Regions from separate parts of the Mus musculus genome. Here region 1 is linked to region 2. The links are chromatin contacts, called in public Hi-C maps. All regions are on one chromosome and are shown on one strand. Each heading gives the region's core, a stretch centred on a gene start, on an enhancer-like site or on the middle of the called end of the contact. The rest is flanking DNA. Distances are from core to core; before and after follow the strand shown.

The links. Hi-C and Micro-C count contacts between places; a contact is called where the count stands out from the background.
Region 1: a Hi-C map of cerebellum shows a contact between it and region 2, with 3 times the contacts expected there. The contact joins two enhancer-like sites. A contact is called at or near these places in 7 of 39 promoter capture datasets (embryonic stem cells, frontonasal cranial neural crest, hippocampal neurons and 4 more), 22 of 484 Hi-C or Micro-C datasets (the G1E-ER4 cell line, the N1E-115 cell line, adipose-derived mesenchymal stem cells and 11 more) and 1 of 9 other capture datasets (embryonic stem cells).

Annotation. Positions count from the first base shown.
Region 1 is chr6:37,032,901-37,040,373 of GRCm38.p6, reverse strand. It overlaps Dgki (diacylglycerol kinase, iota), which reads left to right. Exons shown (of 34, transcript NM_001081206.2): 13 at 5,677-5,790; 14 at 7,374-7,473. Among named protein-coding and RNA genes, the nearest start is that of Gm52857, 130 kb to the right of the region's middle. Within about 2 kb of position 1,668, at least 30 of the 459 cell types and tissues checked have an H3K27ac peak or open chromatin away from gene starts, as enhancers often do. A contact at or near this core is called in cerebellum, where this site is marked.
Region 2 is chr6:36,922,246-36,929,006 of GRCm38.p6, reverse strand. The region is part of intron 24 of Dgki (diacylglycerol kinase, iota); the gene reads left to right. Among named protein-coding and RNA genes, the nearest start is that of Gm52857, 22 kb to the right of the region's middle. Within about 2 kb of position 2,351, at least 16 of the 459 cell types and tissues checked have an H3K27ac peak or open chromatin away from gene starts, as enhancers often do. A contact at or near this core is called in cerebellum, where this site is marked.

The DNA of each region.
Region 1 (7,473 bases), core at 419-2,918, 110 kb before region 2:
TACTGGCTTGCTTCCCCTGGCTTGCGCAGCCTTCTCTCTTATAGAACCAAGACTACCAGCCCAGAGATGGTCCCACCCACAAGGGGCCCTTCCCCCGTGATCACTAATTGAGAAAATGCCTTTCAGTTGTATCTCATGGAGGCATTTCCTCAACTGAAGCTCCTTTCTCTGTGATAATCCCAGCTGTGTCAAGTTGACACAAAACTAGCCAGGACACATGCTATTTACAGTGCCTTTGCAGTCTGACTGATACAGTAGGTATGCAGCCATCCAGTTTGGATCTGCCATTCAGTGGCCAGTGGCTTTGTCTCTAGGTCGCACAGATGTGGTCTCTTTGCACCTGACTTGCCCAGGTCAGAGGCACATAGGTACAGGTGTTGGGTGGTGTGATTCCCTCTTTGATCCCTGTGCTGAAATAAAACCCAGATTAACACGTGAGCGTCCTGAAACATTCATGCTCACAATAAAAGACTTATTAGAAATTATCACTCTTTGGCAAAATTATACCTATGTGTCTTTTTTCTTGGTTATACCATACTGCCAGACATCTAGTGCTGCTTACTCTGCTCATACGTGGAAGAGCAAGTGGACTCGGCCACTTCTGCTGCACGCACCCCTACTATGGCTCCTTGTGCAATAGCCTGTGACCTCTGCCCATCTGGGTCTTGACTCAGAGAAACTAGGCGAGACCATCCAGCTCACTGTTAGCGATTCTAGTGTCTTGTTAAAAATCTTCAATTAGATTGACATTTGCCCTTCATTTCACACTTCCTGTTCATTTGGCTTTCCTAGATTAAGAGTAGTAGATGGCCCCTAATTCTGAACGGGTAGGACTGCAGGTCAGAAATTATAGAAAAAAGACAAATTAGACAGGACCATGGTAGGGCCTAGTTGATCATGTGAAACCCTGTCCTCCCTTGATTTCTGTCCCCCACCCCCGTATTTTCCCTTCTACGAGAAAGCACATGCTATGACTTCTGCATGCATTTATCAGTAGAAGGGAGTGGATAGATATCCAAATATCTATACTTTATTTTGTCTTTATTTTTTTCTTGCTTAGTGATAATCATATTTCTTCAGATAGTGTGGTAAGTTATACAATTAAAATTAAATCATAGGTTAAAAGTTAAGGATATAAAGCACTAAAAGGAAATGGTAGTTTACTTCTTCCTTGGCATCTGTGCGTGACTTGTTTCAAGAGTCCTTATAGATACCAACTTGTCTGATGCACAGTCCTTGATATAAAATGATGTAACATTTCTGTGGGGACCTACATGCATTCTTGTATATACCACACACCATCTTTAGACTTGGCCCCCTTATGCTATGGAAATAGCTTCGTTTTTAGGGAAACGTGACCAGAAGGAAACGTGCACCTGCAGTGTAGACATGAATGTTTGCTTGGAAACTTCAGTCCAAGCAATGACTTAAGTCATTGATAAGGAACCTCTAGACACAGAGGGCTAGGGATGGCTGTACCTGTCCACTGTTGTGCCTTGCTTTTCTGTGAGAGTGGAGGGATGTACGTACCATTCTCCACCAAGGTGGGCTTCGTTCTTTTCTGCCTGTTCTGTCAGAGGAAAATGTCAGTTCACTGTCATCCACACTCCTCAGCCCTGTCCATTGTCAGTGCACCGTGGAAGGCAAATATCACTCGGTGTCCTTCTGTGACAGCTCGAGCTGAGAGCAGGCAGGTGGTGGCAGCATTGGCCAGCTGCTGCTGCTGCATCGTGCCTGCTCAGGCAAGAGGCAACGCAGGAGGACTCAGTTCTCAAGCTGCCAGTCCTGATGGTCCTGAAGGGCAGAGCGGGGAAGCTGGGAATGTGTTGGTTCAGTCTGGATAATGTTCTTCACCAGTGGGAGGAAATAATTGGAATGGGACTAGTGGGCTGGCACAGATAATTTGGGGGAACATTAAAGCCGGATAAAACAGAGAACCTATTTGAGAGCCTGTAATCTGAAATCTGGGATCGTGAAAAGAGCAGGCTTCTGATAACAACCTGGGAGGTCGAGCCCTCCCCACTCCCCCAGCTTTGAGGCCTGAAGATCCTTTGCATACTTTTGTTTTGCTTTTATAAGGACAAGCACGTAGGACGTTACCCGTGATCCCCCAATTTTCCTGCTATGGCAGCACATTTGTGCCCATCTCTTTTGGATGGCCTGTTTCAGTTGCAGGAAAGTTGACTCCTGGTTTTATCTATGGTTTACAAAAGACAGACTTCCCGGTGTGAAGACAGGCAAGGGTATGGTAGTTTGCATTTCTTAGTTGTCAGGCATGTGCAAAGCAAGGTCTGCACGTCCAGTAGAGAAAATGACACTGGCATGCAGTCACCGTTACTCTCCACTTTACAGAAGAGGAAGGGGTGTGCTTAGTGACTGGTCCACTCACTCCAGTACCCATGGGAGCTTGGTTCCAATGCCAGCGTCTCCTTCTGGATCCTGTGCTCTCTGCCCCGCTACGGTGCTGCCTTATGCTGTCATATGCATGCACAGGCACAAGCAGATACGTCCACGTACATAGTACACAAATGCGCATCCAGTTTGTGTGTAAAGACATCTTCGTGTGAAAGTCTGAAGAAGTGTACTTTGTCCTTGAAGATGAGGGTACAAGATCCTCAAAGTCCCCAAGGCTCTGTGTAGAGCTGAGTGCAGATGAAGCCCATCCCTTGGGAACCACTCTTTTAGAAAGCAAGACAGCAGCTAAGCCTGAGAAGATTTGATTGGCAGCTGCCAAACCCATCACAGGCAGTCGCAGGACTCCTTTCTTGGTGGCTAATCCTCTTGCTTTTCCATCTCTTTCAGTGTGAGCTTTCAAGTGACTTAGAGTTTTTCTTTGTAGGCTCATGTTCAGAGGCGGTTGTTTGATGTTCGCTTTCGATCTCTGTTTCGTTTCCTCACAGAGTATTTTAAGACTTATCAGACTAGAATTGTGTCTGCTGTGGGTGGTGAAAGCTTCCATGCTAGAAACACATCCCTGGGTTTGTGGGAGATTGGCCTAACTGTTTACCAGACAGAGGCTCTCTCAGTTTCTTCCAGACATACCAAGTTACAGTCCCGGGGCCGGGCCTCAGGCAGTGGGCATCTGTACTCTGTTCCAACCTTCTTTCCCCCTGCCTAGAGAACACTGGTACCAGTACAGCCTCTAGCCAGCAGGGGGCTGCTTTCATCCCTCATTACTAGACAGACAGCAGACTGGATTCCTCCACTGCCCCAAGGTTTTCTTTACCTCACCTTTAATGCCCTGTGTTTTGTTGATGGACAAGAAGATGTCTTTCTCAGCTCTCTCTTCTATTACTGCTGTGTTTACAGTAAGATCAGATGTTGTAAGGGTGAACTAATATAAATATCTTCCCAAGGAAAGAGAGATATAGGCAAATTAAAATAAGAACAATCTCTCATTTAAATCTAGAAAAATAAAAAGAGTGAGGACGGGCGACTCAGAGAAGTTTGGGGGGGGAAGCATCCAATATTCTTCTCTGGATGCATTGTTGAATTAGATTCTGAGTTCTATTGCATGTCTGCAGCTCTGGTTTCTCTTAGTGCTGTCTGCATCTGTGTTTATCATTCTGGATGCTTGTGACCTTTCTATGACCCTCCACAAGCTTCCTACAGTTTCCCAGTTCTTTCAGCTTTCATTGTGCTTAGCTGTGCTTTTAGTAGCAAGGAAACAGTGTTTGGCACAGCCACGAGAGCCGACTTATCACCTGGACCACTTGACTGGCACGGTGTGAGCAAAAAGAGCTAAAGAAATCCAGGTCACAATCTAAGGATGGTCCAGGAATGGCTTCTTAACACTTAGGAAGATCTGTGTTTGTAGTGTGTCACATGTAGTGAATTTTGGAGCTTTCTCTACATCCAGAGATGTCAAAAATCACATATTGCTGCCTCTAAGATAGTCAGGCCATTCCCAGTACCAGGTTTGGTATTATTGAGTTAGTAGTTTTTCGGTTTTAGAAACGGAACTTAGGGAGGTCTTGGGGCATGCCAGCAGGAGATTTCCCATTGAGCTACACCCCACTCACCTCTTTATTTTGTTTTGTCCTGAGATAGGGCTTCACAAATTGCCTAGGTTGGCCTCACTCACCATCCTCCTCCCTCAGCCTCCTGAGAAGTTTGGAACTGTGAGCTTGTGCTGGTAGGCCTTGCGATCCTCACCTCCTTATGAAAACTTATTCCTCTGCGGCACTAAAAATGCTGGCCTCACTAACTGGTGTTAGTCTTACCTCGTTATGAACGGCAGTTCTCATGTATAAATGATGCGATGCTAATGCCGCTCTATCATTCAACTCCCTTACAAAGTGGAAACTAAAATTAAACTATCTTACGGAGTCTTTTTATGTTGGCATATAGTAATGGCTTCGTCTTGACATTTTTGAAGTTCAATAATGTGATGTTGCTCGGGGATAGCATAGAGATTGTAATCAGTGTACCATCCTCTGCCAGCGTGAACTCTGAGGGCAGCCATTTTGTCTTATCCAGCATAGCCCAGCTCATTAATCTCGTTATTTCAGCCGTTCTGCTCTGTTGTGCATGTAGTTGGTGGTGCTCATTAAATGCAGTGCTAGCATGTTGTTAAAAGAAAACCCCATGACACTCATACAAGTATAGACTAAAACATGTCACTGTTTTGCTGAGCTCTGGAATGGAACACTTAAAGGATAAGGCTCATCTGTCAGAGAATAGGAGAAGAATTTTAAGTGGCTTATAGTAGGATTTCCCCCCCCCTCCGCCCCAAATTTGGGGTAGAATGGGTTAATATGCAACCGGAACTGAAGTCATAACCTTTAACATAATCTCTTCTTGACATGTGTCATCTGTACTTCCACCATGTAAGCCATAGTTGAAAATTATTAGGGAGACCTATGTATGGAACGTGGGTCTGTGTGACATCCTAAAGACATGTAGGTTTCTTTTTTGCTATGCTGAGGTTAGGAGCTGTTTGTTTGTATTGTAATATGGCTAAATTCAAAGGATTTTTTTCTTCTAGAACACAGATTAAGCGGGGCTTGTGATCCTAGTATGTACTTTCTGTTTAGATTTATCTGAGACATTAAGTCCATGCACAGTCTTGTCTCCATAGTGAATCATAAAAGAGATTTTTAGGGACAATTAGGAAAACTACGAGTTTCCAAAATGATGCTGTGGAGGGTGGTCATGCAACGAGGGCCTGTATCGGCCATAGACCAGTGTTCAGTCTTTAGATGCGTTGTGGTTTAAGCTGTACACGGCCCTGTGAAGTAGGTCTCATTATCTCATTTTGAAAATCAAATAAATTAGTCTCTGTAAAGTTATGCAGCTTAATCAAGGTTCTGTAGCCTGTATGAGCTGCATTGGAATTTAGTCTGATTCTGAGTTTTATATTCTCTCTGGTACTCTGTTCTATTACCCCATCTAAATGACCTTAAATTCCCCTAAATTTTAAAGTATCATTCTAGATAAACATGCAGATTTATGAGTCCCCATTTGATTATATAATAAAGCATGCATAAAGTGGTCTTTTTTCCTATTTAAGGTTTGACCATTTTGAAAGCACTTGAAGTAAGCAGGCTTTCTGTTGTCTGACCACTGTATTAAACATGTGTTTTAAGCATTCTGACCTTTCCAAGCCTCCTCAATTTCCTTCCTGGTGACTTATTGTCTTTCTCTTCTCCCTTCTGGCCCCCAATGTGTCTGTAGGTGGGCTGGATCCTCTCCATCCTGGACGAGCTGCAGCTGAGCCCACAGCCTCCTGTGGGGGTGCTTCCACTGGGGACTGGGAATGACCTGGCTCGGACGCTCAACTGGGGAGGGGTAAGAACTGGAGGCGGCTGCCCTTAGCATAGAGGAGCAAGCCAGACCTGCAGATCACTCTGTGCTCGCCCCTAGAAGCAGTAAGCTACTGCTGTCAGAGGGACAAGTTAGAAGTGGGACTCAAATGGCCTGTTTCTTTGTCATTTCTTCACTTTAGACTTAGAATCATCCAGGGAGGAGGGGTTGAGTGTGAAGAAAACACATGGTTAGTGCACAGATAGGTTGAGTGTTGAAGTATCTACCAGGGCATGGCCAATGGGTCAGTCTCAAGTGGTCATGAGAAGCAGTTCTGCCAATCTCCGGTCACCCTGACCCTCAGCCCTGGCCATAATGGCAAATCTGCTTTAGAATTAAGGCTTATCCTTTGAATCAGTCACTACTTCTTTTGAACATGGAGGTTTACTGATGATCCTTATTGTAGCTTTGATGAGACTGGTATCTTGATTGTCCCTCCCATTGCGTACCATTCTCTGGAAGGTGTGAGGGAAGCCCCACCTGTTGCTAACTGGCCATTTCATGTATATATCTATCTTGTACTAAACTAAAAGAAGCCACCAGACACTAACATGCCAGCCCAGAAGCTATTGGTACTAAAAGCTGATGGAGGCAGTCATTTCTATTCAGTGGTGTAGTCCCTGGTAAATAGCTCAGCCCCAGTTAATGACCCCACATTCACACTCAACCAGGGAATTCCAGTTTAGCTCAGTGAACCATTAAGAAGAAGATGTGGGAGCTGAAGAGGGATAGTTGTAAGGAGGAAGCTTTGATGAGGAGGGCATGAAAACAGGTAACAGGATAATAGGGGAATATGATCAAAATACAGTATATAGGTGTACGAAATTGTGGGAGAATAAATCCAAATATTCTTTAAAAAATAATTAATGTCCATTGCTAGCTCCCTAGATCCCTCTTATTAGGTTTTTGCTTGACATCTGTTTCATATGACAAGGATCTTCATGGTCACTCTATGTGACAGATCCATAGCAGACACTGATTTGGCCCTTAACCGAGTTAACTTATCTTTTGTTATTCTTGTTATATTTTGCCTTACCTTTTTCTCTTTTTAAGTGGCTGGTATAAAAATAAATGTACTACCCAAATCCAGTATTTGACTACCTAGAATAACCATGCTGTCACAAACACTCCTTCAGTAGAGGGCTGTTCTCCTCGTCCCTGCTTCTCAGGCTGACTTGCCTCAGGCCACAGATGGGTGGTATCCTAACACAAGATCAGCTATTGGTCCCTCCCTTTTACCCCTGCCCACACACTTATGGGTGCTCCCAAATTCCTCCAGCAAGAGGCTTGGGAATCTTGCTGTTCACTCCAGTAAGCATAGTTATCCAGCATGACCCTCACTGGCTCTTGCTGACTGCAAGGAGTTCCTCAGCTCAGGTCAGGCAAAACTAGTGCCTTCCTTGAAACATTATCTTAAAGCACGTAGAGGGGAAAGTCATTCACTCTTCCAGCTTTGATGGCTTAAAAGCAGTGGGACTATGACTGACCACGTCCTGCCTTGTTGGGGCACCCACTGCAGGGCTTTCTGACCCAGACAGCAAGGGTCTGTGCTCTGATTCTGTCCGTAGGGTTACACCGATGAGCCTGTTTCTAAGATCCTGTGCCAGGTGGAAGATGGGACCATTGTACAGTTGGATCGCTGGAACCTCCACGTAGAGAGAAACCCAG
Region 2 (6,761 bases), core at 1,102-3,601:
GTTCTTTGCACATCGGCCACTGTATTCATCCCGGAGGTTCCCCAGAAGTGAGGGACCTTTGCTCTCCAGTACAGGAGCCTGGCTGAGAGCTTAGCGTTGGCTCCTCCTGTGTTGCCAGTTTATTAACAGCAAATCAACCAATTAAATGGAGACTATTAAAGAACTTTAATAATAATAATAATAATAATAATAATAATAAGAAGAAGAAGAAGAAGAAGAAGAAGAAGAAGAAGAAGAAGAAGAAGAAGAAGAAGAAGAAGAATTGGACTTGGCTTTTAGCTCCTTGAGCTTTGAGCTTAAATAGTCCTTGGTGCTTTGCTAGTATGATGTGTCTCCACTTTTCCCTGTCTCTATATAGAGTTAAATGTAAGATAGATACATCCTATATACATGTAAGTTCATTGTTAGAATGACATGAATTTACTTTCCTTTTATACTCACTTTGCATATTATACTCTATTTTGTCTACTTTTCATATTAGTGTATCATTGCTGTTATGTCTTGTGAATAAATGAATTTATAGCTCCTTCTTTCCTTTCAGTCATATATTTCCACCCCCTTGATAAACATTTAAGTGGTAGACAGTTGGCTTGTTTGTTTTCTGAAAAATATTATGAGAAACATCAAGTTGCACATAGAGCCAGATCACATGTTAAACCTTGCTATGATTGGCCTTAAGCCTAATACAAGTATGGACCCTAAGCCTAATACAAGTACAGTACTCATACAGAACATACAGCGATTGATAAAACTTTCCTTCAGTGATGATGGGAAGTGCCTTGCCTCTGGGACTGTTTCCTTTGCGAGCCCATTGACCATCCTATTTTCTGTGGGACTCTCAAGCAGCAGGCTCCATGGAGTAAGAAGTGGGCAGAGAGCATGGCTGCAGAATTTGAAAGAGAAGGATCTGAGTTAGCAGGAGTGATTTCTCTGGCAAGAAGCAAGGAACATTTAGTTGCCTGTTAATAGCAGCTGCATCTGTGGCCACGCTTTGAGTGCTAATAGAAGGGAGGTCTTCATTCCCGTCAGATCACTCTAGATGTTTCTCTATTCCAACTTTTGCTTATGCCGTCTAGGAAGTTTGCTTTCAGATGTGACATTTCAAGACTTTTCTTCAGAACCCCAAATATCTCTAAGCTCCCAAGAAGCTAAAAATTATCACACAAGATTTACACACTCACTGGTAAAAGAGGTCTATGGGTTCTGTCACCTGGTAAGTGCGGACATCTAAGTAGCTTACTTAAATTATTAAAAGAAAGGATAAATAATCCTTTACATATTTCAGTTCCTCAAACCATGATACCTGATTTCTGGGTAGATTATGGGTATAAGTTGAGTTTCAGAAAGAGTGAATGTCAGTAGAGACAGGTGAGGGTGAAATTATGCAGCCTTCCTAGCAACAAAGTGATGGTCCTGAAACACTTGGTGTAAGACTTACAAACCAACCTATTCCGTGAGATTTACCTATGTTTCCAAATAAAATCTTTGAACAGAGAAGTACCTCTGGGTAGGTTTTGTGAGGCTTAAAAGATTCAAATTGTGAATATTTGTACTAATACGTATTGCTGAGAGATCATTTTCTTGTTATAAAATATTCATTGCATGAACTAATAATAAGCCTGCACAGCCTCCATTTTATTTCATCTATAGTCATCAAAGGATACACCACCCACAGACACACACACACACACACACACACACACACACACACACACACTCACTCACTCACATATACATACACATGTATATGTTAAAACCATAATTAAAATTACTTTCCTTTTGGAAAATAAATTGAAAGTTGGTATATTGGACACACAAGAATTCCCAAAGTGTGTGTGTGTGTGTGTGTGTGTATGTGTGTGTGTGTGTGTGTATATATGTATGTATCATATATATATTATATACACACACATATATACATATATGTGTGTATATGTGTGTGCGTGCACATGTGTGTATGCATATATATAAACTTCATATATATATACATATGCATGTATGTATTATGTGTGTAAGTATAGAGCCTGGTTTGTGGAAATTTAAAAGGGAAATAATAATCAGAAAAAAAGCCTCGCTGATAAAGAGAGTGAATGAAGAGAAATTACTAGTGCCTGAAAGTCTTCAACAATCTGGATATTTTCATGATAGCTGTTCTTTCCCATCATTCATAAGTCAGTGCAGAAGCTGTATGTGTGTAAGTGGAGGACAAAGAGACGATGGGAGGAATGGAGGGGAGAAGACTCAATAGTTCTACTTGACATCCTGTCACTTAGCTTAGTGTAACTAGACCATATGGTCTAGGATGGCATCTGTTGGCTTGGCTCAGTCATCCGTCTGTGCCAGAGCCGTTTGAAATCTGCTGCCTCAGACCAGAGATTGGAGCCATGCGTTTCATACTTGGAAGGGAAAGGCTTGATGAGATTTGTGCTAAGCATTTTGTTTCACTCATAATTCATGTCTTCTGCTTACTCTGATTCTTTTGGCAGCAGATTTAAATAAAAGTTGTTTCCTCTGTATTTGTGGCTTTGCAGCAGTAGCCAGGAAATAAGTTAAAACCTTAATTAAAACGACCTTCCTTTGGGAAAATAAACCAAAACTTGGTTATTGGATAACACAGGGATTTCCAAAGTAGGTGCAGACAGAAATGAGATTATCAGGCTGGTTAATGGTCACCTTCTTGGAGATGGTTTGCCAAACTTCACTCATTGTAGTCTTTAATTACGTGTCTTGTACTTTACCAGATTTAATTAGATAAATATAAAAAGAACAATCACCGCAGTAAGCATACCATAGCTATGTAACAACTAGCCAACCAGCTTAGCACAAGAGATGTTGATTTCTGTGAAAAGGAGTATCCAGGAAGCAGAGTTGTGAGTGATAGGCGAGAGGCACAGTAGACAGTGTTCTGAAAAACATTGCCATCAGTGATAGGTGATATTTGCCTTGGAGGCTAATGCCCATCAGGCAGTGGTGGTGCGTGCCTTTAATCCCAGCACTTGGGAGGCACAGGCAGGTAAACTGGATGATTCCAGCCTTTGTTTAATGCTCCTCTTTTTTCATGTCTACTCAGAGACAGTTTCTGTTTTTCCTTGATCCTTCCTCATCTGAGTTCAGCCACACTGAGGCACCAGTGGGCCAGGGCAGCACCATGCATAGCGTCTAGTGGACAAGATAGTCAGCGTCCCATGAGCTTTTCACATGCCTTAGAGGACATAATTTTATGTATTGTTTCTCAACATTACTAGCCTCAGATATTTACAAGAACATAGCACCATGGAACTGCCAACATTAATACTTCAGGATAAATTCTACAAGTGCTATTATACAAACAAGGCATTTAAGGCACAAGCTAGATAAGATCTCTCCCCAGATGCTCTGAGCTGGTAGTTAACGGAGCTGGGATTGTCCTGACTGTCAAAGCTAGTGTTCTGGAGATCAGGGTTCTACTTCTCTGGCCTTGCTGCTTAAGTGAAGCTGGATCATAGCTGAATCTTTCCTTTCTTTTTTTTTTCCTTTTCCATTTTTTATTAGGTATTTAGCTCATTTACATTTCCAATGCTATACCAAAAGTCCCCCATAGCCACCCACCCCCACTCCCCTACCCACCCACTCCCCCTTTTTGGCCCTGGCGTTCCCCTGTACTGGGGCATATAAAGTTTGCCTGTCCAATGGGCCTCTCTTTCCAGTGATGGCCAACTAGGCCATCTTTTGATACATATGCAGCTAGAGTCAAGAGCTCCGGGGTACTGGTTAGTTCATAATGTTGTTCCACCTATAGGGTTGCAGATCCCTTTAGCTCCTTGGGTACTTTCTCTAGCTCCTCCATTGGGAGCCCTGTGATCCATCCATTAGCTGACTGTGAGCATCCACTTCTGTGTTTGCTAGGCCAGGGCATAGTCTCACAAGAGACAGCTACATCTGGGTCCTTTCGATAAAATCTTGCTAGTGTATGCAATGGTGTCAGCGTTTGGATGCTGATTATGGGGTGGATCCCTGGATATGGCAATCTCTACATGGTCCATCCTTTCATCTCAGCTCCAAACTTTGTCTCTGTAACTCCTTCCAAGGGTGTTTTGTTCCCACTTCTAAGGAGGGGCATAGTGTCCACACTTCAGTCTTCATTTTTCTTGAGTTTCATGTGTTTAGGAAATTGTATCTAACAATGGAGTACTACTCAGCTATTAAAAAGAATGAATTTATGAAATTCCTAGCCAAATGGATGGACCTGGAGGGCATCATCCTTAGTGAGGTAACACATTCACAAAGGAACTCACACAATATGTACTCACTGATAAGTGGATATTAGCCAAAAACCTAGGATACCCAAGATATAAGATATAAGATACATTTTCTTTTTGGTTAAATTAATTTTTAAAATTCATTTTATATTGTCATTACTATTCAACTTCAGTTATTAGAAATATATGTTGTTCAATGTAGATCTTTCCTCCCTTTAAAAAAATGACAATAAAGGAGACTGGAGAGATGGCTTAATAGGTAAAGATTCAGTTCCCAGCACACACATACCAGCTCACGACTGATTATAACTTCAACTTCAAGGGATCTGATGCCCTCTTCTGGTCTTTATTGGTACCAGGTATGGGTATGGTGCACAGGTATACATGCAGGCAAAACACCCATACATATAAAATAAATAGATACAACTAAAAAATTAATGATAATATATAGAATTTAAGGCTCCAATCAGAAACATTTTGGAGGGATGACGATTGAAACGAGCAAAACTGCCATTGATGCATAGAACAGAAACGGGCTCGATTTCCCACTAAGGAAATAGCCACGGCCTTGGACAGAATCACCTGTCATTTTGAAACCACACTTCCTGCCTCTGAGACTTTGGATATTTTCGGATGTTTCTACTGATGTAGAGATTCTTACTGTGTTGAATTTCTTCCTATCTAAATTTTGGATTGTTGACTTTTGAACTTTGGATTATTTTAGCCTTTCAGGAATCTCTGATTACTCTGATAATCTACAGAAAGAAGAGTTTCCCCTCCTTTGGGAAATGCATGTACATGTGGACCTGCCAAAGTAGCTCAAAATTTTCACAAGTATTTAGTGTGTGTGTGTGTGTGTGTGTGTGTGCAGCACATTGTGTATACGTATGATTTTAAAATGCTAGGGCAACTATGGGCAACTATGCCTATATTCTCTCACTTGGATGTTATTTACAGAAAATAGTATTAAGATGCAGAAAGTGCCCAGGCTGTCTGAGCCACTTCATCACTTCATTCTCTGAGAAGATGGTTATCTTTGCCTAATGTCTTTATTAGTTCCACAGCTACCAATAAACATTTCAAATCATTTCAGATTTCTTGGTATATGTGTATGTATATATATGTATATGAAAGTTTTTTAGTACAAAAACCTATGAGGTGTTGGTAGCATAACACATTTTATAAAAGTATATTAAGGACCTTAAGTTTCTTTAGATCCAGATATCATGTGTCAAATACAATTCTGGAGCATTAAGCATAGTTCTCATAAACACAGACAGCGAGCAGATGTTGAGAGTTTGTTTAGCTCAGCTAGCAAGTTGACAAAGCCAGCCTGAGATCTGCATCCATTGCTGTAGCACATCAGATGCATAAAGATACATTTCTGTGACAGCTCCACGGGAGGCCAATTTTTCCTTTATCAATTCTTTGATTTATAGAATCCATTTGAGCAGAAAACTTGAAAAGTCTGTGTAGATAAAGTGTCTGGTGCTGAGACGGATCTATTTTGCTCTGCTGAGACCCATGGATCTTTGCCATGCATCACGCTCTTCTGAATGGCATGTTAAACAGATTGTGGGTTCCAGTGTAGCTTTCTGCAGAGCTTCAGCCTGTGTTTGTAACATGCATCCATTGCTGTGACTTGCTGTTCCTGGGTTATGGTGCCTGAAGATCTAGTGACGTACTAGCAGGGTAGCCTAATTCAGGAGGAAACCCTGGTAGCCTCTGACTGGCTCTTGTCATGTCTTCTATTTGCCTTCTCTGTCTCATCTGTACACACCAGACCATCCACCCCTGTGGCTTCCATTCCCAAGTCTGATCCAGCATATCTGCCCTCTGTGGATGTTCCTATAACTGAAACTTTAAATCTTTAGGGACAGTCAAGTTCCCAGTGTCTTCCCCACAGAGGCCTGGCCACCCTTAGTTGTGCTGTTTCTGTCAATGAGTTTAATTTTACTTCCAGCTAGTACTAGAAGGCTCCAAGTCATGTGTTGTTGTAAATTCTAAGGTAATCATTAGTGAGTTCCTACTAAGAGGGATGCTTTTTAACTTTTGCATGTTTGAAAACACAAGGAGATGATCCTCGCTTTTCTATCTGCTAGGCTTCAGCTTATTCTTTTAATCCCTTGTCAAAAGTAAACAAGACCTGGATGACACCATCAGACTTGCTTAGAGGCCCCCAACCCTACACACACACACACACACACACACACACACACACACACACACACACACCACACACACATACACACACAACACACACACACACAACACACACACAACACACACACACACACACACACACACCACACACACATACACACACACCACACACACAACACACACACATACACACACACACAACACACACACACACACACACACACACACACACACACACACACACACACACAAACCTCAAGGCAACCAAGGAATTCGGAAAGCCTAAGAAACTCTTCTCTACGTATCAGCCCCCAAATTGGTTATCCAATACCAAATGACCGGTCAGCCTTGAAATTATAT